Linked DNA regions of Mus musculus: all the other regions are linked to region 1. A link is a contact called in public promoter capture Hi-C data. All regions are on one chromosome and are shown on one strand. The core of a region is the stretch at or near the end of the contact, and the rest is flanking DNA. Distances in the headings are between cores, read along the strand shown. Region 1 holds the start of Depdc5 (DEP domain containing 5). Region 2 holds the start of Gtf3c2 (general transcription factor IIIC, polypeptide 2, beta). Region 3 holds the start of Zfp513 (zinc finger protein 513). Region 4 holds the start of Tnip2 (TNFAIP3 interacting protein 2). Region 5 holds the start of Nrbp1 (nuclear receptor binding protein 1). Region 6 holds the start of Ift172 (intraflagellar transport 172). Region 7 holds the start of Fam193a (family with sequence homology 193, member A).

Evidence for each region. Promoter capture Hi-C pulls out the DNA fragments that hold promoters and counts their contacts.
Region 2: a promoter capture Hi-C map of pre-B cells shows a contact between it and region 1, with 5 times the contacts expected there. The contact joins the promoter of Gtf3c2 here to the promoter of Depdc5 in region 1. A contact is called at or near these places in 12 of 39 promoter capture datasets (3T3-L1-derived adipocytes, the C10 cell line, the HPC-7 cell line and 7 more), 1 of 484 Hi-C or Micro-C datasets (CD4 T cells), 4 of 115 datasets of contacts at active chromatin or transcription factors (astrocytes, cardiomyocytes, embryonic forebrain and 1 more) and 4 of 9 other capture datasets (adipose tissue, embryonic stem cells, liver and 1 more).
Region 3: a contact with region 1 is called in a promoter capture Hi-C map of pre-B cells, with 4 times the contacts expected there. The contact joins the promoter of Zfp513 here to the promoter of Depdc5 in region 1. A contact is called at or near these places in 11 of 39 promoter capture datasets (3T3-L1-derived adipocytes, embryonic stem cells, frontonasal cranial neural crest and 6 more), 2 of 115 datasets of contacts at active chromatin or transcription factors (astrocytes and embryonic stem cells) and 4 of 9 other capture datasets (adipose tissue, embryonic stem cells, liver and 1 more).
Region 4: a contact with region 1 is called in a promoter capture Hi-C map of liver, with 5 times the contacts expected there. The contact joins the promoter of Tnip2 here to the promoter of Depdc5 in region 1. A contact is called at or near these places in 4 of 39 promoter capture datasets (liver, neutrophils and pre-B cells) and 1 of 484 Hi-C or Micro-C datasets (B cells).
Region 5: a contact with region 1 is called in a promoter capture Hi-C map of pre-B cells, with 2.9 times the contacts expected there. The contact joins the promoter of Nrbp1 here to the promoter of Depdc5 in region 1. A contact is called at or near these places in 9 of 39 promoter capture datasets (3T3-L1-derived adipocytes, the C10 cell line, cranial neural crest and 6 more), 1 of 484 Hi-C or Micro-C datasets (muscle stem cells), 3 of 115 datasets of contacts at active chromatin or transcription factors (astrocytes, pancreatic cancer cells and stem cell-derived neural progenitor cells) and 1 of 9 other capture datasets (liver).
Region 6: a promoter capture Hi-C map of liver shows a contact between it and region 1, with 6 times the contacts expected there. The contact joins the promoter of Ift172 here to the promoter of Depdc5 in region 1. A contact is called at or near these places in 5 of 39 promoter capture datasets (the C10 cell line, hippocampal neurons, liver and 1 more), 2 of 115 datasets of contacts at active chromatin or transcription factors (astrocytes and embryonic forebrain) and 2 of 9 other capture datasets (adipose tissue and liver).
Region 7: a contact with region 1 is called in a promoter capture Hi-C map of liver, with 4 times the contacts expected there. The contact joins the promoter of Fam193a here to the promoter of Depdc5 in region 1. A contact is called at or near these places in 3 of 39 promoter capture datasets (liver and pre-B cells).

What each region holds. Positions count from the first base shown.
Region 1 is chr5:32,862,247-32,865,526 of GRCm38.p6, reverse strand. Depdc5 (DEP domain containing 5) reads right to left here and starts at 1,806. Exons shown (of 43, transcript NM_001170567.1): 1 at 1,706-1,806; 2 at 828-950. The coding sequence starts at 885.
Region 2 is chr5:31,178,391-31,181,670 of GRCm38.p6, reverse strand. It overlaps Gtf3c2 (general transcription factor IIIC, polypeptide 2, beta), which reads left to right and starts at 1,527. Exons shown (of 19, transcript NM_027901.2): 1 at 1,527-1,787.
Region 3 is chr5:31,200,567-31,203,846 of GRCm38.p6, reverse strand. It overlaps Zfp513 (zinc finger protein 513), which reads left to right and starts at 1,544. Exons shown (of 4, transcript NM_175311.4): 1 at 1,544-1,860; 2 at 2,109-2,264; 3 at 3,025-3,280. The coding sequence starts at 1,806. Ppm1g (protein phosphatase 1G (formerly 2C), magnesium-dependent, gamma isoform) reads left to right here. Exons shown (of 10, transcript NM_008014.3): 9 at 173-275; 10 at 563-1,179. The coding sequence ends at 766.
Region 4 is chr5:34,512,522-34,515,801 of GRCm38.p6, reverse strand. Tnip2 (TNFAIP3 interacting protein 2) reads left to right here and starts at 1,823. Exons shown (of 6, transcript NM_139064.2): 1 at 1,823-2,183. The coding sequence starts at 1,905.
Region 5 is chr5:31,239,276-31,242,555 of GRCm38.p6, reverse strand. It overlaps Nrbp1 (nuclear receptor binding protein 1), which reads right to left and starts at 1,638. Exons shown (of 18, transcript NM_147201.2): 1 at 1,554-1,638.
Region 6 is chr5:31,289,367-31,292,646 of GRCm38.p6, reverse strand. It overlaps Ift172 (intraflagellar transport 172), which reads left to right and starts at 1,533. Exons shown (of 48, transcript NM_026298.5): 1 at 1,533-1,673. The coding sequence starts at 1,635. It overlaps Fndc4 (fibronectin type III domain containing 4), which reads left to right. Exons shown (of 7, transcript NM_022424.6): 7 at 1-405.
Region 7 is chr5:34,368,297-34,371,576 of GRCm38.p6, reverse strand. It overlaps Fam193a (family with sequence homology 193, member A), which reads right to left and starts at 1,644. Exons shown (of 21, transcript NM_001243123.1): 1 at 1,150-1,644. The coding sequence starts at 1,371.

The DNA.
Region 1 (3,280 bases), core at 557-3,056:
CTCTGTAAGTTCAAGGCCAGTCTAGTCAGCATTGCAAACCTATAAAGGCTATAGAGTAAGAGCCCATCCAAAAAATGAAATGTAAAGTTTAAAAGGACTCATTGAGGTCTGAAGTGATTGCTCCTTGATAGTGTGCTTGCTCATAGGCACAAAGCATGGGTTCTTTATCCAGATCCACGGAGAACAACGTGGGAGCACATGCCTGAAATCCCAACACTTGGGTATGAAGGACGGAAGGAAGGGCAGTAACTCAAGATCAGCCTCCAGTGCATACTGAGTTCAAAGCCAGTATGAGCTCTAAGACTCTGTCTCAAAAACCAAACCAAACCAGCTCACTTTGTCAGTAATTCTGATTTCTGAAGTAAAGAACATTAAAAAAAAAAAAAAAAAAAAAAAACCAGGAGGAAGGACTTGGATGCAGTCCATAGAGTCCTTTTCTAGTAAACTTGTGGCCAAGCACTCACTACACAGAAGAAAAACAAAAACAAAACAAACAAAAGCAGGAGGAAAATTAACTCAGGTGTGGTAGAGTATTTCCAGATACACAGGCAGGAGGATAATGGGTTCAAAGCCAGCTTGGGCTACACAATGAGTTCTAAATGAGCCTTGGAAACATGGTAAAACCTGGATTCAAAATACAACCCAACAAACTCTGAATGTGAAGAATGCTTTTCAAAAAGATCCTGTGCTCTCATTTCCAACCATCCCTGATCTCTGATACTGCTCCACTCTTACCTGTCCAGTCTCCCTTGTGATATGGGTAATTTTTAAGGCACATCATAACTTCAGCCAACTTACACAATCCCCAAATATCAATCAATACTGACCACTGCCCCCAAAGCCCTTCTTGTGGATGACAAGTTTGTAGACCTTTGTGGTTCTCATTTTGTCTTGTGATTTCTTCAGCTGTTCCAATCTTGGAGCAGGGAAGTCATCTTGCTTTCCTGCTACTGAAACACAAATAAAAACATCGAGGATGTCAGGCTTCCTAAATTTGCTCTTTAATTTTAGACCTTGAAGGTACTGGTGGTTGTTCGGCTGAAAGGCGTGCCAACCCTTGCATTATATCGCTCCTCCAATTACCAAGAGAGACAAACAAATAGAAGTGTGCTTTAAAAATTAAAGGGAACTTGGGCTCAGATCTCGTCCATCCTCTAAAGCTATTTTCTCTACCGCATACCTAAAAGGGAGGCTTGTGGTGAGAGGGGCACTACCTTGTTTTTGTCTGCATCAGGAACACCAAAATAGTACAGGGATATTCGAAGAGGTTAGTCCATCACATAAGTAGAGGAACGTCAAAACAAGGGATTCGCCCAAGGTCACTCGAACTGTTATGCACTCCCATGACTCGCGGTCCACTAACAATGTCCTGGGGAAAAGAGAACTGAGGAAGGCTGCGGTTTCCTTGCCGACCCCTCTACTGGTACCAACTCTCAGCGGACCGTCCTGCCTCCATTTCACCGCTGCGGTCCGGGAAGCTTGGTGAGAGAAAGACTGGTCCAAGGTCACACGGGGAACTGCAAGAAGAGTCGGGCCTCGAACCTGGCTCAGGGACCCTTCCTTCAAGCCCCTCAAGTCTCAGCCCGAGGTTGGCGCTCGACTCCCCCCCCCAACCCCCCCACTTCCAGAGCCCCTGCGCGCCTCAGGCCCGGCCCGAGGCCAGATTCCGGACAGATCTCCCCAGGACCTCCTCAGGATATCCCACCTGAGCCCCCACAGTTCGCGCAGCTTCCGCACCAGGGCTCTAGGAACCAGACAGACAGCACCACCGAAGAGCGCTCACCTGAGCCCGCGCCGCTCCCGAGGCTCCGCCCCGAGTCCCCGCCCCTCGCCAGTCCCTGCTCAGCCGGCTTGGCCGCTCTAGCCCAGCCTCCGCCTCGTCTCGGTGGCCGCGCCACTTCCTCCTCCGGGGCTGCGGGGAGGTGGGGGGGGCGGGGCGGGGGGGAGGCTGGGGGCGTGGCGTTGAGTCCGACTTCAAACCGAGTTCCCGTTGGCGTTTCCCGCCACCGTCTACAGGGCTGCCCGCTTTGCATGGAAAATTTGAAAATAGAGCCACAGCCAAGACCTTCGTTTCAGAAGAGCGAAGTGATTTCGTAATAGGAGAAACTCGAGAGAGTCGACTCTTACCTCGCGGAGCTGTTTCCATGTGTTTGACGAAGTTAATAACTAAACCTGGTCCAGAGGGCTATTGAGAAGTGCAAAAGTCTCTGCGGGTGGTGGCTCCCCCTCCTAATCCAGGTTCTGTAGAGACAAGAGTGCTGAACATTCCCTAGAGTTCTTGGGCTATGTAGCAAGAAAACGGGGGTGTGTATAATTCATGAGCGAGTTACTAACTTATTGAAAACTGTTAAATATAATTAAGAAGTACAAGTTAATGATAAGTACAAATGTAACATGTACAGAGACAAGCTTGGAAGGAGAAACCAATTTACATTACCCATTATATACTCTTTTGTTGTCAAAATTAAACCTAATGTACATAAGTCAAAACAAGTGTACAGTAAACTTAAAGTTTGTTTGATTAAAAAAAATATTCAAAACATTGAATGCCCGAGTACAATGGGTTAAATCTACAATAGGCTCGCATGGCAGAAGGCCCAGTAGTTTCCTTAGATGGGGCATAAATCATCCAACCAGAGTAAATTGCGTGGTGGCACACGCCTTTAATCCCAGCACTCAGGAGGCAGAGGCAGGCGGATTTCTGAGTTCGAGGACAGCCTGGTCTACAAAGTGAGTTCCAGAACAGCCAGGGCTACACAGAGAAACCCTATCTCAGAAAACCAAAAAAAAAAAAAAAAAAAAAAAAAACCAAAAAAACAAAAACAAAACAAAACTGTAAGTTGTGTGTTAGCCTCATTACAGAGTAAGGATTCATGGGAAGAAGAACCTGCTAGAAGGCCTGACCTGTTCCCACCTTGTAGGCCAAAACAAACAAACAAAGCCAAAAACCTCCTTATCTAAAGATGAATTATTCCTCATGTCTCAAAAAATGGAGGTGGGAAAGGTAGATTCTCTTGTCCATTGGAGGATCTCAGAGTCTGCACCACATCCTAAATGACTTAAAGAGCAGAGACAAATAGCAAGATGCTATCTATACACAGGGGAATCTGTCCTGTGAGTGCTATGAGACCCACTTGCTAGTTCAGTCAGCTACACCCTCCACCCTGTTAGCAAAAGCAACTTTCAGGAAACACACCCTAACCGTGTTCCTTCAATAAAGGAGGATGCCAGACGTTCTGGGATCAAACTCAGAGCTTCGCAAAGTTCTTTAGACTAGCCA
Region 2 (3,280 bases), core at 278-2,777, 1.7 Mb after region 1:
ATGAATGTGAGCATAGTTTCTCTCTCACACGCACACAAGAATTGATAGACATGGAGGTTTGTGCTTGTAATGAGAGCACTTAGGCTGATGCGGAGCCGTGATGCGCTCCAGACCAACTATGGTATTCCATAAAAGGGAATTTCAGTATAAATACATACGCTGGACCAACAATGAGAAACAGATCAACTGCGTGCAGGGTTAGTTAAGCTTAAAAAAGAGCCTTCAGGCTGGAGAGATGGCTCAGCATTTAAGAGCACTGACTGCTCTTCTGAAGGTCCTGAGATCAATTCCCAGCAACCACGTGGTGGCTCACAACCATCCGTAATGATTCTGGTGAGTCTGAAGTCAGCTACAGTGTACTTAGATATAATAATAAATCTTAAAAAAGAAAGAAAAGAGCTTTCACTTGTTGTATCTTAAACTTTGAGAATCTTTTTCCAAAATCAAAGTTATTTTAAAAAAATTTTTTTGTGTGATAAAACCAAAGAGAACTTAACCAGAGGCAGGATTTTAAGAGATGTTGTTCATCAAAGCACTAAATCTGTTACTCCCTATAAAATGTTTAGGAGCTATTATCTAAAAGAGGAAGACAGCCATTCAAAATGCTGTCATTTGAGCATAAGAGGATGTCGGAGAACTGGGTGTTCTCTTTCTTTCCTTTCAGATTTTGGCTAAATCCCTTTTTCCTTTTTTAATTGGTAGGATACAGGATTACCCTGGTAGAACCTGAATTCCTGAGCTCAAGAGATCTTCCTGCTTCAGCCTTGAGTACCTAGTCTGGGAGTTGACGTGCCCCATTGTTTTCTCCCTTTCTCATTTTTCTGAGACATGGTCTAATATAGTACAGGCTGATTTCCAATTTCCAAGTAGTCATGGATCACGTTGAACTGCTAATCCTCCTGACTCCATCTCCGGAGTGCTGGGATTATAAGCGTGCACCATTACTCTTTGTAAAGATTTAACCAAGGGAATAATTGAACAAGACTATTTAGAAAGGGGAAAGCTGCCATATTTCACCTCTTCCGGTTCATTTTAATTCGCCCTCCTCCTGGGTAAAGGCAGATCTGTGAAAGCTACATGGTTTTAAAAGGCTGAAAACCTTGTTGCTCGGAGGCCACTTCCCAGTGAGGGAGTGGCGTGAGGCCTGGGTTGATGCTCTCTTTAAAAGCGCAGCCTACCCACCCAGGCTAGGCTCCCCCCGCTCTTTTCTTCCCTTGGCCTCTTTCCAAGCCCTCCTCTTTATTTTCTTCCTGTCTTGGCTCATTCACTGGCAGCAGAAAATCAGGAGATCTCTGGGGGCGAGGGATTGTCTCCTAGTCCGTCGAAGCTCGGGACTGTAGTTAAGAATCAGGTGTGGTCAGGCTCTTTTCTCCACAAAGCCAGCAACCTGGGTGGAAAGGCAGGTCGGAACGCTCGGCGACAGCAGAAGCGCGACACTTTCCTCTTCAATGCTTTTCCACAAGGCTGCTGGTGGAGCTGCGGTGCCGCGCAGGCGCCGACCTCCCCTTCCGGTCGCTGAAATTCCCAGAAGGCCCTGCAGTGTCCTAGGGCCGCGGAAGCCACGCTCCAGCTCGCGGGCGTCGGAGGGCTCAGTGCCGCGCCGCGCTGCATTATGGAACACAGAGTTTAAAAGAAAGCTCGGCAGGAAACGCGTTCCAGACCAAGCTTGCGTTTACCTTGTCTCGGGGGCGGGGCAAGGAAGAGCCGATCAAGATTTCGTCATAAAACCGCGACCCGACAGGCGGCGCCATCTTCGAACTTGGACTTCCGGAAGGACTTTGGCGCGGGTGAGTGTACCGCAACGGGGTGTGCGGGGGACCCAAAATTACTCCTCCCATTCTTTTGCCGTAGCGCTAAGGCAATGGGAACCGATTCCCGATTCCCGTCTTACTCCCGCGCAAGACAGCGCGCCTCCTAGCCTTTGCGCTTCTCCCGAGAACCGTCGAGCTCTCTCCTCCGTCCCCACTGGGGCCACTGAGCATCCCCCATCTCTGCCAGCCGGTCTTACCTTCTTCCCCAATTCGGTGTATGTAGCGCGGTAAACTGGACTCAGGTTTCTGCACTGCTTACGTTGAACTCGTTACGTTGGGCCTTCGGACTTGGGTGAACCTGCAGTTATCTTAAGGCTTAGGGAAATCAGGGCTCGCCTGGGGCTCGAAAGCTGCCCCCACGGCCAGGATTGGGGAATGGCAGGTGGTGGTGTCTCTGTCTGATTGCAGTCAGTCCTCTTGTGCTCATTCCCTCTTACTGTGTCTCAGCCTTTTCCTCCAAGTGGCTCTAACCCCGGGGGTTGTGCCCCGCGCGCTGCAACCCCATTGGCGCAGCCAAGGGCCAGTTATGTTTCCTTATACTGGTCCTTTTATCCCGCGGCAAGTTTGCCGTCTTTTGGACAAGACAGAGATGGCGACTTCACCCCCACAGGAGGTAATTCACTTTTCTGGGCAGGTTTAGGACATAACCAGGTCTTTTTGCCCTTGGAGGTACATTGATTGTTACATAAATTCAAATTAACCTTTGCTTACGTTACCTTTTACCGCTTACCGCTATCAACTGCAGTGCCATTTTTCCTAATAGTTTTAAGTTGTTCTATTCAGATTTACACTCTTTAGTTTCTAGCAGTATCAACTGAAAACGTGAGTTGCAGGTTTTTGTACAAATAATATGTTTGTTTTTGGACCAGTAAAATTATCTGATAAATCACCAGTTGCATGATAGGAATACTTTGGGAACCAGTGTATTAAACAGTGTATGTGAAGTGAGTCCGTGTTTAAGATGAAGTATTATCTAATTGTTTTTCTTTTGCCAAAGTAGTCAGGTTAGCAACCTGAAGCAGCAAGGAAATCAGACAGTATGGGATATAAAAATCCTAGTTAGAATTTACTGAACATTTCTTCCTTTACTGTTTAAAATTTGTATTGTCAGATCCTAAATAGGAATTCTACCATTCACTGCCACTGCCTTTTACTAGAAGTGAATTTTTTCTTTTTTTTTTTTGTATTTTTTTTATTACGTATTTTCCTCAATTACATTTCCAATGCTATCCCAAAAGTCCCCCACACCCTCCCTCAGAAGTGAATTTTTAAAAGGATTTTTTTTTTGTATGTTGAGTCACTCACTGAAAAAAGTTATATACTGATTCATGCATCGAGTTCGAATAGTGTAGTAAACCAGGAAGGCAAGATCTTACAAACTTACTTAACTTACTTTCTTATCTTTATCTTACAAACTTTCTCTTTTGGTTTTTCAAGACAGGGTTTCTTGTGTAGCCCTGGCTGTCCTG
Region 3 (3,280 bases), core at 295-2,794, 1.7 Mb after region 1:
TCATTTACTTAAAATAGATAATTATTTTTAAAAATGTTTTGAAAACGCGCACTAAGCCCCAGGCCAAGCCGAGGAGCATTTACAGGGGTGTTGAAATTGGCCTGCGTCAGTACTGATGCCTACCTGCCTCTCTTTGGTAGGATTAAAGATTGATTGTCATTTTTTGACCCAGGAATGTGATGAGCAGCCAGGAGGTTGTAGACTTTATTCAATCAAAGATCAGTCAACGTGATGAAAACGGGGAGCTTCGGTTATTGTCATCCATTGTGGAAGAGGTGAGTCTAAAGTTGGGAGGCAGGCGCCTGGTTTACACAGACACATCTCTTGAGATGTGAGCAGAGGCTGGGAGTAGAATCACTGTACACACTAGATGACTTTGATTAAAAAGGTGGCTCTTTCCTCATTTCCCTGATGTAGCCTTGGGCCTCAGAAATTCACAGGTTTCTTCTTTGTGATAACTTGCCCATTCCTTCTGTCCTGCCTTCTTGTATTAGCAAGGACAAGCCTTCTTGTGGTACTTTGGTTCAAACCCCATGGCTAAACTGCCTTAACCTTTTTGTAGCTGCTGGATCAGTGCCTGGCGCCAGACACTTCTGGGGATGGTACAGGGTGTGACAACATGACGTGCATCATCATTTGCTTCAAGCCCCGAAACACAGTAGAGCTTCAGGCAGAGAGTGGCAAGAGGAAACTGGAGGAGGCACTGTCCACGGAGGGGGCTGAAGACACCGGCAACAGTGACAAAAAGAAGGCCAAGAGGGACTAGTGGTCAACCGGACCCTGCCCATGTGGACTGTTTTCTGAGCCCTTGGACCCGAGACTGAGTTTTGTCCTTGTCCTTTAGCCTTAGCAGTGGGTATGAGGTGTGCAGGGGGCTGGGTGGCTTTCCTCAGCCCATTACAAAGAGGGCCCCCCACCCCCCCCACGCGGCAGCCTGGGAGGCTCTGCTGTCCTCTTAAGCCTCCTTACTCTCCTTGGGCTCATCGACTATCGGTTCTGTGCCTGTGCTCTGTTGTGTTGGAGGGAAGGACTGGTAGTTCTGATTTTTACTCTGTGAACACTTTATTTAAGGACATTCTTTTTTATTGGCGGCTCTGTGACCCCTAGCCGCTTGCACCCGCTCTCTGTTGTACACTTTCAAGCAACACTTTTTCAGACTAAAGGCCAAACAAAAGCTAATCGTGCTCATAGTGTCCTGCTTTACTCTCCTACCCTGGCCCCATATGTGGTGGGCGGCTGTTGCTGCATGCTTGTGTGTGTCCCGAGCCTCTGGAGAGGGGGCAGTGAATGTGGAGCAGGAGCTGGGAGTCTTAACTCCTGAGTAAGCAGCCCGCTGGAGGCCATCCTGCGCTGTTCGCCTTCAGGCACGACTTCCTAGTTCGTATATGGAGGGGGCAGGGTACCACCTTCCTGGTTGGCTGGTTGGGTTACGCGTCCAGCTTCTGATTGGTTGGCTAGCAGCGCATCACAATCACTTCCTGGTCATGCTGCGACTGCGCTCCGGTTGTACAGCCCATGAACTACGCATCCCGTGTTGCTCTGCGGTGGCGGAAGCGGAAGCGGGTACGGAGGTACCAGCTGGTCTTCGGAGGGGGGTAGGGGGCTCCATGAATGGAAGCGGCGGCGGCGGCGGGAGCGACCTGAGCTGGATTCCGGGGCCGGGGCCAGGGGCTGCCCAGGGCCCGCACCGGTGTATGGGGGCGGTTCGTGGATCCTAAGAGCAAGGACCGACGGCAGGGCCGAACTGGGAGGGGCGGGGCCGGGAGGCCTCGGGCCGGAGGCGCGTCGGGCTGGAGCCGGTCACGATGCCCCGAAGGAAGCAAAGCCATCCACAGCCCGTGAAATGCGAGGGGGTCAAAGGTCAGGGGTCAGGGGCCTTGAGCCGGGAGGAACAGGGGTGGGGTCAGTAGAGTGGGCTCAGGTCAGGGTGGAGGGGGACTCCTGAGGGTTAGGGGCGGATGATCTGGGATCTTCGCTCCTTACCAGAGTATTAAAGGAACCTGAGGGTCATCGAGTACGGGAAGTGCAGTTCACAACAGCTGGCTCCTTGGTTCGGATTATGGGTACTGCTTGGGAGGGAGATTCCACAAGCACCCTCCCCTCTTTAGTGGATACTGAAGATTCCTTCGACGAAGGTCCTGGGGCCCTGGTGTTGGAGAGCGATTTGCTACTAGGCCAAGATCTGGAGTTTGAAGAGGAAGAGGAAGAGGATGAAGGTGACGGCCACAACGACCAGCTCATGGGCTTTGAGAGAGACTCTGAAGGTGTGTTTAAGGGTCGTGGTTTAGGATTAGTGGCAATTGGTAACTCAAGCCCTTTAGAAGGCGGTGCCAGCGACCCGAACACCACTTTCTACAACCTAGAACTCCCTAAAGGTCCCTCAGCAGCATCATTTTGCTGAGGTGAAGTTCGGGTTCGGGCTAAAGGTGGTGTGAATACAGGGGTGGGTAGCCCCAGTTCTTATGCGCACCTCAAGAGGTTCATGCAAGGGAATTATGTAAATAAGCTACTCTTAAAACTCCTTTTTGACCAGTAGCAGCAGATCCTTTTTGTACTGAGGTTTCAGTTTCTATCCTTAAGTCTCTCATTTATTTTTGGGGTATTTTTTAAAGTCAGAGAAAAACCATATAAACGAATCTGCCCTTTCTGTGTAATTTGCACTACATTGTTTCCACTTCCTCTAAATTGTGCCTGCTTGAGAAGGCTTTCATTTCATAACCAGCCTTATATAAAAAGGAGCCTTACTAAACCAGAGCTTACAAAAAAGATCTTGGGATCTTTATATTTTTTTCTTGTCTCAAGAATTAACGTTGCTTCACGTCAGCCTGCACCCTACTTCAAGCTCATGATATTTTCCATTTGTTAAAAATGACATGTCAACCCTGGTGTTAGTAATTAGGCTCAGAGGTAGGACCAAATCAAGGATGAGGCAGGGTAAGTGGGGCTACATGTGAGAAGTGAGAGTTTGGAACTCAGTCTTGAGCCATGTTGACCGGTTGTTTTTTTTCCCTTACGTTTCACCAGGAGACTCTCAGGGGGCCAGACCTGGACTTCCCTATGGGCTGAGTGACGACGAGTCTGGGGGCGGCCGCGCACTAAGTGCGGAGAGTGAAGTTGAGGAACCAGCCAGGGGTCCAGGGGAGGCCAGGGGTGAGAGGCCAGGCCCAGCCTGTCAGCTGTGTGGGGGGCCGACAGGTGAGGGGCCGTGTTGTGGGGCAGGAGGGCCGGGTGGGGGGCCCCCGCTGCCCCCACGGCTACTGTACTCATGCCGGCTGTGCGC
Region 4 (3,280 bases), core at 574-3,073, 1.7 Mb before region 1:
AGGTCAAGTACTCCCTGTTGTGCAGAGCTTGCCCATATGCACAGGTACTGGAAACAGGACTCCTTTTGTTGTTGATTTGGTTTTTCAAGACAGGGTTTCTCTGTTAGCCCTAGCTGTTTTGGAACTCAATCTGTAGACGAGGCTGGCCTCAAACTCACAGAGATCCATCCACCTGCCTCTGCCTCCAGAGTGCTGGGGATTAAAAGCACGTGCTACCACTGCCTTCCAAGAGTAGACCTTTTTAGAGGATGGTTATCTCAATTATGTGCAACTACATAAAATCAAAGCTTTTGAACTCCAAACACATGTGGCCCAGAAGCATTTGAATAAATGTCTTTGTTGTTTGATTCATATTTTGCACTTCACAACCAGGCTCAAAAGCACTTGAGTGGTCTACTAGGCTACACACAGGAATAGTAGTGAAGAGTTAAAGCCACATATCAGCTCTGGGCCAGGGTTCTTCTGTGTGATATCCACTCCCACACCCACTTCCCCTTCATCCCACAACTGCCTCAGTCAATCAAGATGACCCTGCATGACCATAGCAATGACTGTGCTGGACAATCATTTAATCATGGAAGTTTGGATGAGAACAGCTCCCATAGACTCATGTTTGGATACTTGGTCCCCAGTTGGTGACTCATGTAAGGTTAGAAAGGATTTCAAAGTATGGCCTGTTGGAAGAGCTGTGCCATTATGGGCAGAGAGATTCTGAGGTTTCAGCTTGCCCTCTGCTTCCTGATTTGTAATCAAGATGTGAGCTATCAGCTTTAAACATCTGACCCTTTATCCCAAGTAATGCTTCTTCTATACGCTGCCTTGGTCCTGGCATTTTGTCACACTAATAGAAAAGAAATACGCACTCATTCTCTAGTTCCACAACACCCCTACCAGGTAGGGAAGGAAGCAACTGTGACCCATCTTTTCTGAGCAGAAGTTTTGGGCTGGAAGGGCTAAGAAGGAACTGAACATAAGTGAGCCAGGTCTGTGACTCCCAGTATCCATCCCATACATTCTTGGCGAGGTCTGGCTTTGCTTATAGTTTTATACTTGCAAGTGAGTGTGTTCCTGCAGGCTCAACCAGAGCTTGCCTGTGAGCAGACAGGGTATTGAGAGTAGAAGACTGAGCAGAAAAGGAGACACACATCCTCACATAGGGAGGGGACCTCCATGAGATCTTAGCAATGAGCCATTGAAAGATTCTCACGGAGGAGAGACTTCCCAGTGGAAAAACAGTGTTCATATGGAAACTGTGGGAAGGAAAGGGTGGGCACCCTCTTGTCTTCTGCTAGAACAGCTTCTAGCGCTAAGGCCATCCTAACGCGAATTTAGGGGCATGCTGGGGTTTGGTGGCTGGCTCTGGGCTCCATCATGTACTCTGGATGGGAACACCTTTCTGGGTCAGTGTCCCTCTATGAAGAAACGCATGTCAAGTCCCGGAAGAGGAAGGAGCCCAGCCAATGAAACCTGACCACACTCTACGTCCCATGTTTGAAGTCCTTTGATTTATTTGCTTTTCTTCAGCTGCTGTACCAGAGGATACCTAACCCCAAACCCTGGTCGCAGATGGGGTCTGACTCCAGGAAAATTCCTCAGACGCAGGGAATAGAGCAGACAGCACCTAGAATGGAGCTGGTGTGTCAAGAGAAAGTGAGATCATAGAGTAGGAGGGACCAGCTGTGGGAGGGGACGGAGTCAGACTCCCGGCAGTGGGAGAGGCGGAGCCAGCTGTAGGCGGGGCGGAGTCAGACTCCGGGCCATGGACGAGGCGGAGCCAGCTGTGGGCGGGGGCGGATTAGGCTCTGGGAGTGGGCGGGGCGGGAAACGTTCCGGGAAGGCTGGTTTTCGCTCCCCCTGTGTGGAGAAGTTGGAGACGCCCAAGTCCCCACGGAAGGCCTACAGCCATGTCGTCTGGGGACCCAAGGTCTGGTAGACAGGACGGGGCCCCGCGTGCGGCCGCAGCGCTCTGTGGCCTGTACCACGAGGCCGGCCAGCAACTACAGCGCCTGAAGGATCAGCTGGCCGCGCGTGACGCCCTCATCGCGAGCCTCCGCACCCGCCTCGCGGCTCTGGAAGGGCACACGGCGCCGTCACTCGTGGACGCACTTCTGGATCAGGTGGAGCGCTTCCGTGAGCAGCTGCGACGACAGGAGGAAGGCGCTTCGGAGACCCAGCTGCGGCAGGTGCGGGGCGGGCGGGAGCTGCTGCGCAAGGCGGCCTGGGGAACTTGTTGGAGCGAGTGACGTGGAGTCCAGAGATGCGCGAGGTCTTGAGGGTCGCGAGGATATGAAGCTCGAGGTGCGGGTCTGAAGAGCTCGAGGTCTGAGCATAGTGGTTTAGGGGTGCGCTGGGGTTTGAAAGGAGCTGGGTTATGAGGGATACGAGATCCTGAGACTAGTGGGTCCTGAGGTTTCAGGGTCTGAAGGGCGTGGGGATCAGAGGCGCAGGTAATCCTGTTGGATTAGGGTCTGAAGGTAAGAGTCTGGGTAGTTCAGGGTATTGAGCAGTTCGGGATTCATTCGTAGGCTCAGGGGATATGCCAGAGGTGAGCAGGAGTCTCTGGGGCTCGGGGTTCTGGTGAGCAACAGGGTGGTAGGGGTGTGACTGTTTGAGGAGTACCAAGTCCTGACGTCCTGCTGAGGTTATGAGCACTTCTGAGGGACTTGTAATAGAGGTTAATTTGGGACAGACCCCCTGGGTCTCTCGACTTTGAGGGGTACTGCTGTGGGAAACTTACTCATGAAGTTTTGTGGGGGACAGGGTTCTGCGGAATGTGAGGGATCCTGGAGTGCAGGGATCTTGTGGGGCATAATGTTCTGAGGTAGCCTCGAACACGTGGTTCTGTTGGTAGTAAGCTTCTCCAATATGTACTCATATTATTAGTAATATTATTATATTAGTCCCAAAGGGGTGTGTAGCTGTTTTAATCACTGCCTTATTTGCGTTAAAGAGATACCATGACTAAGGCAACTCTTATAAAAGAAAGTATTTAATTGAGGGCTGGCTTACAGTTTCAGAGGGTCAGTCCATTATCATCATGGTGGGGAGTATGGTAGCTTGCAGGCAAGCTTGGTGCTGGAGAAGTAGCTGAGAGCTACATCCTGATCCACTGGCAGAGAGACGTCCACTAGGCCTGGTGCGGGCTTTTGAAACCTCAAAGCCCATCCCTAGTGACACAGTTCCTCCAACAAGGCCACATGTCCTATTCCTTCTCAAATTGTGCTACTATCTGATGATGAAAAAATGCAAATATATGAACCTGTGGGGGCATTCTCATTCA
Region 5 (3,280 bases), core at 389-2,888, 1.6 Mb after region 1:
GTGTGATTAACTCAAGGAAGAGCAGTCTAGTAAGAAAGCGATACCCTGGAAAGTAAACTTGCACTCCAGAGTCAGTTCAGAATACCTAAGACCTGCAATCAACACCAGAATGGCCATACAACTCTCTTGCGACCCTTTCTACGCATCTCTCCCCAGCCTATACAGTTTTATCTGAATCGAGGGACTTGTATTAACGCTCTAGTAAACGCAAAGAACACTACGGGACGGGGGCGGGGGAGGGGAAATCTGGTAGGATACTTCCCCACTTTAATTTCTAAGGAAAGTCCTTGAAAGCCTCCTCAGTCTGCCAAGACAGCTATTAGTTGCGTGCATGTCTTAATAAACCACTAAAAAAGATGAGTTAAGGATCACTTTTTCCTCCGTCCCCTATCAAAGAGCTAAGAAAATAATAAAGTCTGTTTCAGCTACATTCGCAGAATGTGCATCCAATCTGAACGGATAAGTGAAAGTCTAGCGAGATACAGAATATACTCTGGAACGTCAAAGCCCATGGAATCTAAAACTACAGGACCAAGGAAACAGGCAGCCCCTCCACGGGGCACTTAGAGAAAAGATGAACTGTCATCAGAGACAAACATCCAGAAAGCACATTGCCCTCCCAATCATGTCCCAGAAGGTAAAATAAGAGCAGTGCCTAAAGATCTCCAAGCACTCCCGCAAGAGATGCAGAAACGTGTGCAACACTGGGGGTTCTGCCTCAGAGCTGCTGGCAGTTTTAACAGGGATCACTGTGGAAAAGCTCATTTGCATCGGTGAGGGTATCTCCTCGAAGCCTCTAGCTACCCTGAGGACGCATAGTACATTCACTACAGGGCATTGTCTGTCATCTCGCAAAGTTGTTCTCCCGGCTTCCATTATTAGTTGAAAGCCCTCTGCACATCACCCCGCATAGCTCGCAGCCACAGGCCGCTCTGAGGAAACCCAGAAAGCCTCTGAGGTCAACAGAACTGCTCAGTCGGAGAGAATGCAAGCTCGGAGGGAGGAGGCCCTCAGCTTGTCAACACTCCAACAGGTCGCCCGGCCAGTATCTGGAAGGAAGCGGCGGCGGACAGACAGTGGCCGGCCAGGAGACCGAGCACCACAGCCACCTCATCAAAGGCCAGCCCTGCCCCGCCGTCAGGCCGCAGACCACGCCCCCGCGCTCGGCGCGCCGCCCCGCGAGCAGGCCCGGCCCGGACGCCGCGCTTCCTTCCGCAGGCCCTCGGGCCCGGGCCCCCGCCCCGCCCCCGCCCGCGCCGCCTGCCCCGCCTCTCGCGGCCAGAGTTCCAAGAGAACGCCGGGGCCCCCCGACCCGCGCCCGCAGAATTCCGGGCCGCCGCGGCCACGCCGGAGACACCAGGAGGGCGGGCGGCGCCCTGGGGCCAAGGTGGCCCCTCAGCTGCGACGGGCCGGGCTAGGTCGGGCCTGACTCCCGAGAAAGCAGGGCCGCCCGACAGCACCCGCCGGCCGCGTCCTGCCGGCCCGCGGCTCGGGGTCATCCTGCCGCCCTTCCGCGAGCCCCTCCCTCCAGGGCCTCTTTCTCCGGAGCTCACCTCCCGACTCCGCGCCCGCAGCCTGCGCTTCAGCTCCAGCTCGGGTTCCGGGGCCTCGGATCCCAGCGACTCCCTCACAGCTGCGCTCCGCAGCGCAACCGAACTGCGGGCCCCGCCCTCGCGGCGTCCGGACCAACAGTGGGCGGTGCCGCACCGCCGCCAGGTTTCCATTGGACAGGGCAGCGGGGGGCGGTTCCCACAGACCGAGGCTCTCAAGGCAGTCTACTGCCGGGTCTCCTCCCCTTGCGGGGTTCCGGCAGACTGCCTGCCAGCGTTGTCTTCTTGTCTCTCTGTCCATCCTCCTCCCAGTCGAGGTGCCCCCAAGTAATTCTGCCGGACGAAAGGAAGGCCTTCTCTCTCTTCTTGAAAGCGCCATGACAGTCCTAATCCTCTAAGAAGACAAAAGGAACGGAAGACGCAGCCTTTCAATCTGAGGAACGAACCCACCCACATTCCCCATTTGGGAAAGAGACAGTGCACTGGTCATCAAATTTTCAGAAAGCTTTTTTTTAATCGCTTAACATGAAAACTAATAGTTGCTGATTTGCATAACATTATTTACCCAGACATAACCTGATTCGACCCACATAAGGGAGAACTCATTGAAGTTATCCAATGATAGTTGGCAAATTCGAAAAAGAAACAAAACAAAACAAAAAAAAAAAGTTACTCAAATTTAAGTTGACATGAGTCCAAAATAGAATCCGAAGTAAGAAGATCCATCAAAACTGTCTTTGAAAAGGTATTATTTGGAAAGAGTTTACATTGTCTGTGAGTGTAAAGAATTACAATAGATTCTGGGTAAGCCATTGATCTTAGAAAGTTAAAGGCAGAATTTAAGAGATGTATAATACCATTATACATGTATTATCAAGGAAGAAGGATGAATCATCTGAATCTGAGAATGTCACAATCACCAATTTTACTCTCCTTAAAGGGACTAGTTAATCCTAGTTCACGGGTTCACACAGAAATCCTATAGAGACTCATTTTTTTCTCATCTCTTCACTTTAAAATGCTTGCTTTAAAAACTGAAATTTCAACAAGCATGCCAGAGAGATCTCTGTGAATTCAAGGCCAACCAGGGCTACATAGTCTCAAAAACAAACTTTTTTTTTCACCCAGCATAGTAATGCATACCTGTAATCCTATCACTCAGTAGGCTAATGCCGTGAGTTCAAGGTCAGCATAAGCAATAGAGCAACAACACTGTGTCAAGACAAAATAGAATTCTGATGTTGGATTAAAAGATGCACTTACCTAAAATGTATAGCACACCATTTCAAAGTTTGTTCTAGTCTCAGAAGGGTGCTCATCCTCTCCAGATTAGCCTTTCTGCCAAAGCCATTGTAACTCCTGAGCCATGGCAAGCATTCATGACATATCTGTTCATGCTACTTTAGTTCCTATTATTTTCTGTCAGTACTATTTCAAATGTGCACAGAGGATCTTTTGGCAACCTCATTTTCAGTTATTTTCTCATGTATACCTAAAATGACCAACTGCTGCCTACATTTTTACCACCTCACTTATGTTTCCTGATTACAAAAGTAATAAATACTAGCCAGATGATGGTTGTGCATGCCTTTAACCCCAACACTCCGGAGGCAGAGGCTGGTGGATATCTGTGCACTTATAGCCAGCCCGGTCTACAGAACAAGTTCTAGGACAGCCAGGGCTACAAAGAGAAATCCTGACTTGGAAAACCAAAAGCAAACAAAAAATAA
Region 6 (3,280 bases), core at 284-2,783, 1.6 Mb after region 1:
ACAGAAACCAGGCCATGTCATATAAAAGGGCCAGTAGATTTTTTTTTTATCTTTGTTCAGGACCTTGTGCATACTAAGCAAATATTCTACTGTTGCGCTATATAACCAATCCCTTCCCTGCACTTTTGACTCCAGCACTCACTTTGGGGAAATGGTCAGAAGGGCTGAGCTGTCTTAGGAGCTGACAGGAGAGCAGCCACCACTAATGTGCCCTTGGTGCCATGTGTTCTCACCCCGGGCACACCAGTGCCTCGTCTTTGTTTTCTTTTTCATCTATGTCTTTGTTCATTCAAAGTTAATAATAATTGTAATCCATAAATGAGTTTATATTTATACTCTAACATATCCAGAGGATTCTAGAAATAAAGCTGAGGGGTTTGGATGCCCCTATCAAAAAAAGTATAATTTGAGTTCTGGGACCTATTTGTTACCTGTGAAAAAAGGGAATCTGTCCCCTTCTGATTCTTAATTTTCTAGAGGGATGTGGTGGCAGGAAGAGAAATACTCGTTACCATTGGCAACTGCAGTGCGCTCAAGGCTTTGGGCCCAGCATTTGCCTGGGGGGCATATGCTATGCTTTTAGGGGGGGATAGGGCTTGCCCACCTTGGGTCATTTAGAGAAGGCCTATGACTAACGTTTCTGCATTTCATTCTGTCTCTTGATCTTTTGGGAGAAACAAGAACAAAAATTATTGAAAGGATCCCAAAGAAGATGGTATCTTTTTTTGCTTAACTAATCACAACCACAGGTGTCATGCAGCTCTAAACTAGGAGGGGAACCAAGCTCTGGTCTGCCTCCTGCACTGTCCCATAGAGACATCTGGGTTTCAGGAATCTGCCTTGAACTCAATGACCAAACAGGGTGCCTTTTCTTTCCCTAGCCAGTGCTTCCAATATATCCACCATATCCTGGATAATTTCCTGAGACTGTGTTTCAGAGTAGAGAAGTTGGGCATGGAGACAATGAGTTGAGGAGAGTTGAGCCTTCTTACGGGAATTAAAAGGTTATTAGCTGTGGGTTAAATGCCGGTTCCACCCTTTACAAGCTGTTTTAACTTTGGCGAGTAACTCCTTTAATCTGCCTCCTGTTGGGTAAAATGGGTCTGTACCGCTGCTGAATTCAAACACAGTGCCAAGTATATCCTTGAGCTTTCACTGTTATCTGTCAGTATTGAGTGGCCTCCCGCAAGTCACCTAAGTTTTGGGATGACGTGAAGATTTCAGCTCCGCGAATTGTCTTTTGCCTCTCGTAGCACCTGCCTTGCTCTCCTCCAGAGTTTAAGCAACTAAAGCACATCTGGCCGGGTAGGACAATAAGAAAACGTAAGGATATGGTGACGTAGAATCCGGAGAGGACCGAAGACTTGTGGGCGGAGGTTTGCGTTAGGTTTGCATGCAGCCACAGGATTGGTCGCGGAGAGAATTCCACAACCCCTCTTATGGGCCCGCCTTAGGACTCACTGCGCTTGCGCACGTCCTGTTCGCTCCGTCGCGAACCCACTACGTGACCTTATGACGTATGTCGCACTCACGTTGCCTGTGCGTCAGCGGTTAGCGCCGCCGATGCTTGGCGGGTTGTCCAGGTAACCACGGGAGTTGTCTCGGTCAGTGAGCATCCGAGACCGGTGTACGTCATGCAGTTGAAGCACCTGAGGACCCTGCTGAGCCCTCAGGTGAGGAATCGCATGCCTCTTCCATTCCCAGGCCACCAGGCGTTCAAAAAAAAAAAAAAAAAAAAAAGTAAGGGAACATAAGTTCATACTTTTTGAGCGTCTACTTTGTTCAGAAGACCGTGAAAGCTCTTTCAGCAGGCGACATGCATCACTAACGACTCTAAGCTTTCTTTGCATGACATTACATCAGTTGAGTGCCAGGCCCCAAGCTTAGGCTCTCCGGGATCACCCGCATTACGCGTCAAGGCTCTTTTTGGAAGGAGAGGCGCATATATAGTCAACCTTCATAAGTCTACACAGGATGAAATGAGCACTTTAGATATAAACCCTAAAAAAAGGTAGAGCAGAAGCTGAACCCTCTTTTGGATTGTGAAAGTGTGTCTCCTCAGAAGCAGAAGAGGCTGGGTGGGCGCTGGAGGAGGAGCCCAGAGACATAAACGAAGATTATGTTTGGTTTGGGCGTGAAGAGGACAGAGTCTCTGTCTTAGCTTAGCTCCAACACTGACTTGACCAAATGGTATTTCTGGCTTTAACCATCACCATACGCAATCATTCTATCACTAGCTTCTTCATCTGGTAAAGAAAAGGCGCAGGGAGAGCAACTGTAAGCGACTTAGGAGAATGTTAAATAAAGTTCTACACAGAACAGAATCTTATAAGCCTTGGTAGCCCAGGCTAGTAATCTCAGCAATTGTGGAGGTAGGAGGATCAGGAATGCAAGGCCATTCTTAGCTACGTGGAGAGTTCAAGGCCAGCCTGGGCTACTTGAGACTCTTAGGAGAGGGGGTAGGGGAAGGGAGAGAAGGGAAGGAAAGGGGAGGGGAGAAAAGGGGAGGGGGAAGGGGAAAAGGGAGAGAGGAGGGAAGGGAAGGGGAGGGTAGGAGAGAGAGAGGGGGGAGGGGAGAGGAAGAGGAAGAGGAAAGGCCTGTGAGCTGGCTCACTGGCTAAGGTACTTGCCACTAAGCCTGACCTCCTGAGTTTGAGCCCTGTGACCCACACAGTGGAAGGAAAGAGCCAGCTTGTGCAAGTTGTCCCACCCCACTCAAAATGTAAGGAAAAAGTTTTAAAGAGCATAAGAAAACTGGAAAGCCATAAGAAGGATGATTGACAAGAGAGAAAGGCATTCCAAAGTGAAAGGACAGGCTAACACAACACAGATAAGAAGGTTGGCTATGGGGGAAATGACTCATCACCAGCGTGGGAAACTGAGTTCAGATCTCCAGCATCCTCTTCAGAGCCAGGTGCACCTGTAATCTCAGTGTTTCGAAGGTAGACAGGTGGTCCCTAGAGTTCTAGTCCTAGAACTGGAATTACGAGCTTTCAGTGCAATGAGAGACTCTGTCTTTCAAAAAGTAAGATGGAGAATGACTGTGAAAACACTTGACCTCTGGTCTCTACATGCACACATAGACAGGCCCATATAGCAACATCCTCCCGACACACACAGACAGACAGACAGACAGACTCCCTTACCTGATTGTGCTGTTACATGCCTGTAGTCTTAGAACCTAGGAGGCTGAGGCAGGAGGATGGCTGTGAGCTCAAAGCCAGTTTGAATATGTAGCAAGAACTTCTTTTTAAAAAGTAAGAGTAGCAAGCATAATGGC
Region 7 (3,280 bases), core at 395-2,894, 1.5 Mb before region 1:
AGCAAGTTATTTCAGGTAATTCTATGTTATGTTGCAATTACTCAATCCTACCTAGCACGAGGTATGAGGAGTAAGGCTCCTTGTTAGCAGCTGGTCTTCACTGTACATACAGAAATGGATGTACTTCACTTCCAGCTCCAGCAACCACTATTACCCTTTCTATAAAGCTTTCGAACAGGCCAACCTCCCACCTTCCCCTTCCAGCAAAAGCAAAGGCGACCCACAAAGTCCCAAAATGAAAAATCACAACCTCATTTTAAACTAGAGCTGTCCAGAGTCAAGAAAAAGGCCAAACTCTGGAAACTCAAACCCAAGGACAAACCCCAGATGCTAAACAAATGTAACAATACTCCGCGAAGAAAGCTCCCAAAGTTGCACCAAAACTGCAGAGAACACCGGGAACAAATAAGGAAAACTTAAGTATTTATCCATTACTGTACTTTCTTGCAACAACATGAGCATCAAAACCCATGCCCATCCCCAACAATTTTCTCAACTGCTCTCAATACATACTGTGCCAACACAATATTCCGAATCTCATTAAAAAAAAAAAAAATCTGCCTCATGACTTGGCACACAAATACCCCTTAAAGCTTTGGTTTCTTCACTGTGGATGTCTTTTTAAAAGAAGATAACTTGTTTTAGCAACCTTACAAGAACGCAACTTGAGAGAAACCCATAATCATTCGGTGGCCAATCCAATCTATAGAACCGATTATGCCAACTGCATCCCACGTACCAGCACTATCTTCTGAAACAGAATAAAAGAGACAGCGGTCCATCCACAGCATGCCTGCGTAAGTAAACCTGAAAAAATAGTTACCCCAACCCTTGCGACTATCCTCAGCTGACACTCCTGAGGAAAGAGACCCCGGCGGCTCCCGAGAGCTTACAGCAGCAGGCACAGAGGGCAAGACAGCCGCGCCCGTGGTGCGCCAGGCGGTACCCAGAAACTTCTAGGGGGCACTTTTCAAGGCCACAGTCGGTGTGCCTCGGGGGTCCCGCCGGCGCCGCCCTCCCTCCGCCGCGCTCGCGCCCGGGAGGAGCTGTCAGCTAGGCAGGCGCCGGCCCGTTATCCGCCGGCCGCGCCCGCCCGGCCGCTCGTGAGGGGGCGGCGGCCGCTCCCGCCCGCGGACCCCTGCTGCTTACCTCGAAGTAGCCTCCGGCGGCACCGCCCGCACCCGCGCCCAGAGGCCCGTGGGCCGCCGCGCCGCCCAGCAGGCCCGCCGCGCCGGGGCCCGGGGCCTGGGGGCCGCGCAGGGCCGCCGCCGAGCCGGCCTTGCCGCCCGAGCCGCCGCCACCCGAGCCACCGCCGCCGCCGCGCTTGTTCTTCCGGCGCTTGGCTCCGCGCTTAGCGTCGGCCGGGCTCATGGCGGGAGTGAGGGACGGAGGACGGCGGGCGGGGAAGGGGCGCGGGCGGGCGCCGGGCCGCGGGCGGCGGCGGCAGCGGCGGGCAGGCGGAGGCGGCGGCGGGCGCTGCGGCCGGCCGGGCGGGGGGCGCGGCGCGGGGTCTCCTCCCGGGCTGGGAGGGCGGGGCGGACGGGATCTGAGGGGCAGCTGCTGGCGAGAGCGACGCGAGTCCACCGGGCCCGGTGCCGCCGCTGACCAGAGTTAAGAGTCCAATATGGCGGACACAAGGGGAAAGGGATCCCAGTTTACGTCGGGGGAGGGGGGAAGCAGCGGCAGGGGGAGGGGCGCGGGCGGCCGCCCCCCGCACTCCGCCCTCCCGGGCGGCGCGCCCCTGGCCTGGGACCCCGCCCCCGACGCCACGCGCGAGGCATGCCGGGAGCTGTAGTTCCAGCCGCCCGCGGCTCCGCCCGGGCGTGTGGGGCGGGACCACGACTCCCGTAGGGCCACGCGCAGTTAGTCGTGCGGGGAGAGGGTGTGCCTAGGGTGACGTCCGGCGCCGCGTGGCCCTGTGGAATCTGTAGTCCGCGCACGGACGGAGCTGGAGGCGGGCGGGGTCCAAGAGGGTCTCGCAGTTCCAACTCTGGCGGTCTCTCAGTTCCTTTAGTACAGCCTCCTGCCAAAGACCCAAGCTCTTGCCCTGCTCGTAGTGGGCCCTGCTGACTTTGGCCCAGTCCAGGTTCGAGCGTGCCCCTTTCACCTGTCGCTGTGTGACCTTGGCCTATGCCAGGGCCAGTGGAAAGAGGGCCGGCATCCGCCGACTGGTAATTCACTGCATCTGCGCTGACAAGGCCTGCAGTAAGCAGGAGCCTGCCTCACTCCTTCCTCGCTTCTCTTTAAAGTCTCCATACTTAAAGGAGCGCTTCCTCAGGCCATCGCCCATGCTATTCATCACTTTCCATTCACCACATACCAGGAGGACTTTAGTTCAGGACAGAAGTCTGGACCACTACCTAGAAACCTTGTTCCTTGGCGCCCTGCTTATCGCCTATAGGTACAAGGACCCAAACCAAAGGTTTCCCGCAGTTCATACCTATTTTTGATTCCATCAGTGGAACCAAGTGCTATCTGTTGAGATTAGCATTGCGACATACAGACATGCGCTCCTGAACCATCTCCTATTACCTCCTAGTTAGTCATTCTGGCCCAATTCAGCAATTCTGACCCATTTTTCACCCCAAACCTGAGCAGCCCAATGTGATGAACCCCGTTTCAATGACTAACTTCCCAATAGAATGAAGGTCCCTCACCCAAACAGGTCTTGGATAGCTCTGATATTAAAGTGTAGTAGGATGCCAGGCTAAATCTCCCTCAGTACTCCATAGGTGGGCAGTGTCAGGACCGCCCCTTCCCTCCATTTCATCTAAGGAGTCCAGTTGAATGCCTCCCTACTTCCATAACCACTTTGCTTTCTTCTGTTCTTGGCACATTGGCATGGAGTTGAAATTTTTAAGTGTCATTAGTATCCTAGAGGGCACAGGATATAGAAGTGCTTGCCTCCACCATAATCCCAACCCCTTGCAGGCACAGGGCTGGGCATGCAGCACTCCAGTAATTGCTAGGTGAATGAATGACCATTTGTCCAGCAGTGCAGTCATTCTCTGTCAAATCTCCATTCACACATACACTCTCCTGAGAGGTGCTATTAGTCATAGTCTATGGATAAGAAACAGGTTTATAGGTGCTAAGGATGTTGCCCAAAGCCACTCTAGTTTTCAGAGGCAAGGCCCAGATTCTAGCTCAGGTATAACTTTGGGCACCAACATAAGTGTATGTACAAAGACACTTTGTTTCTAGAGCAAATGAATTCACAGAATCTCTAAGCTTCTATAAGGAGGCCGAAGAGGGTTTTTTTTGTTGTTGTTGTTTTTGG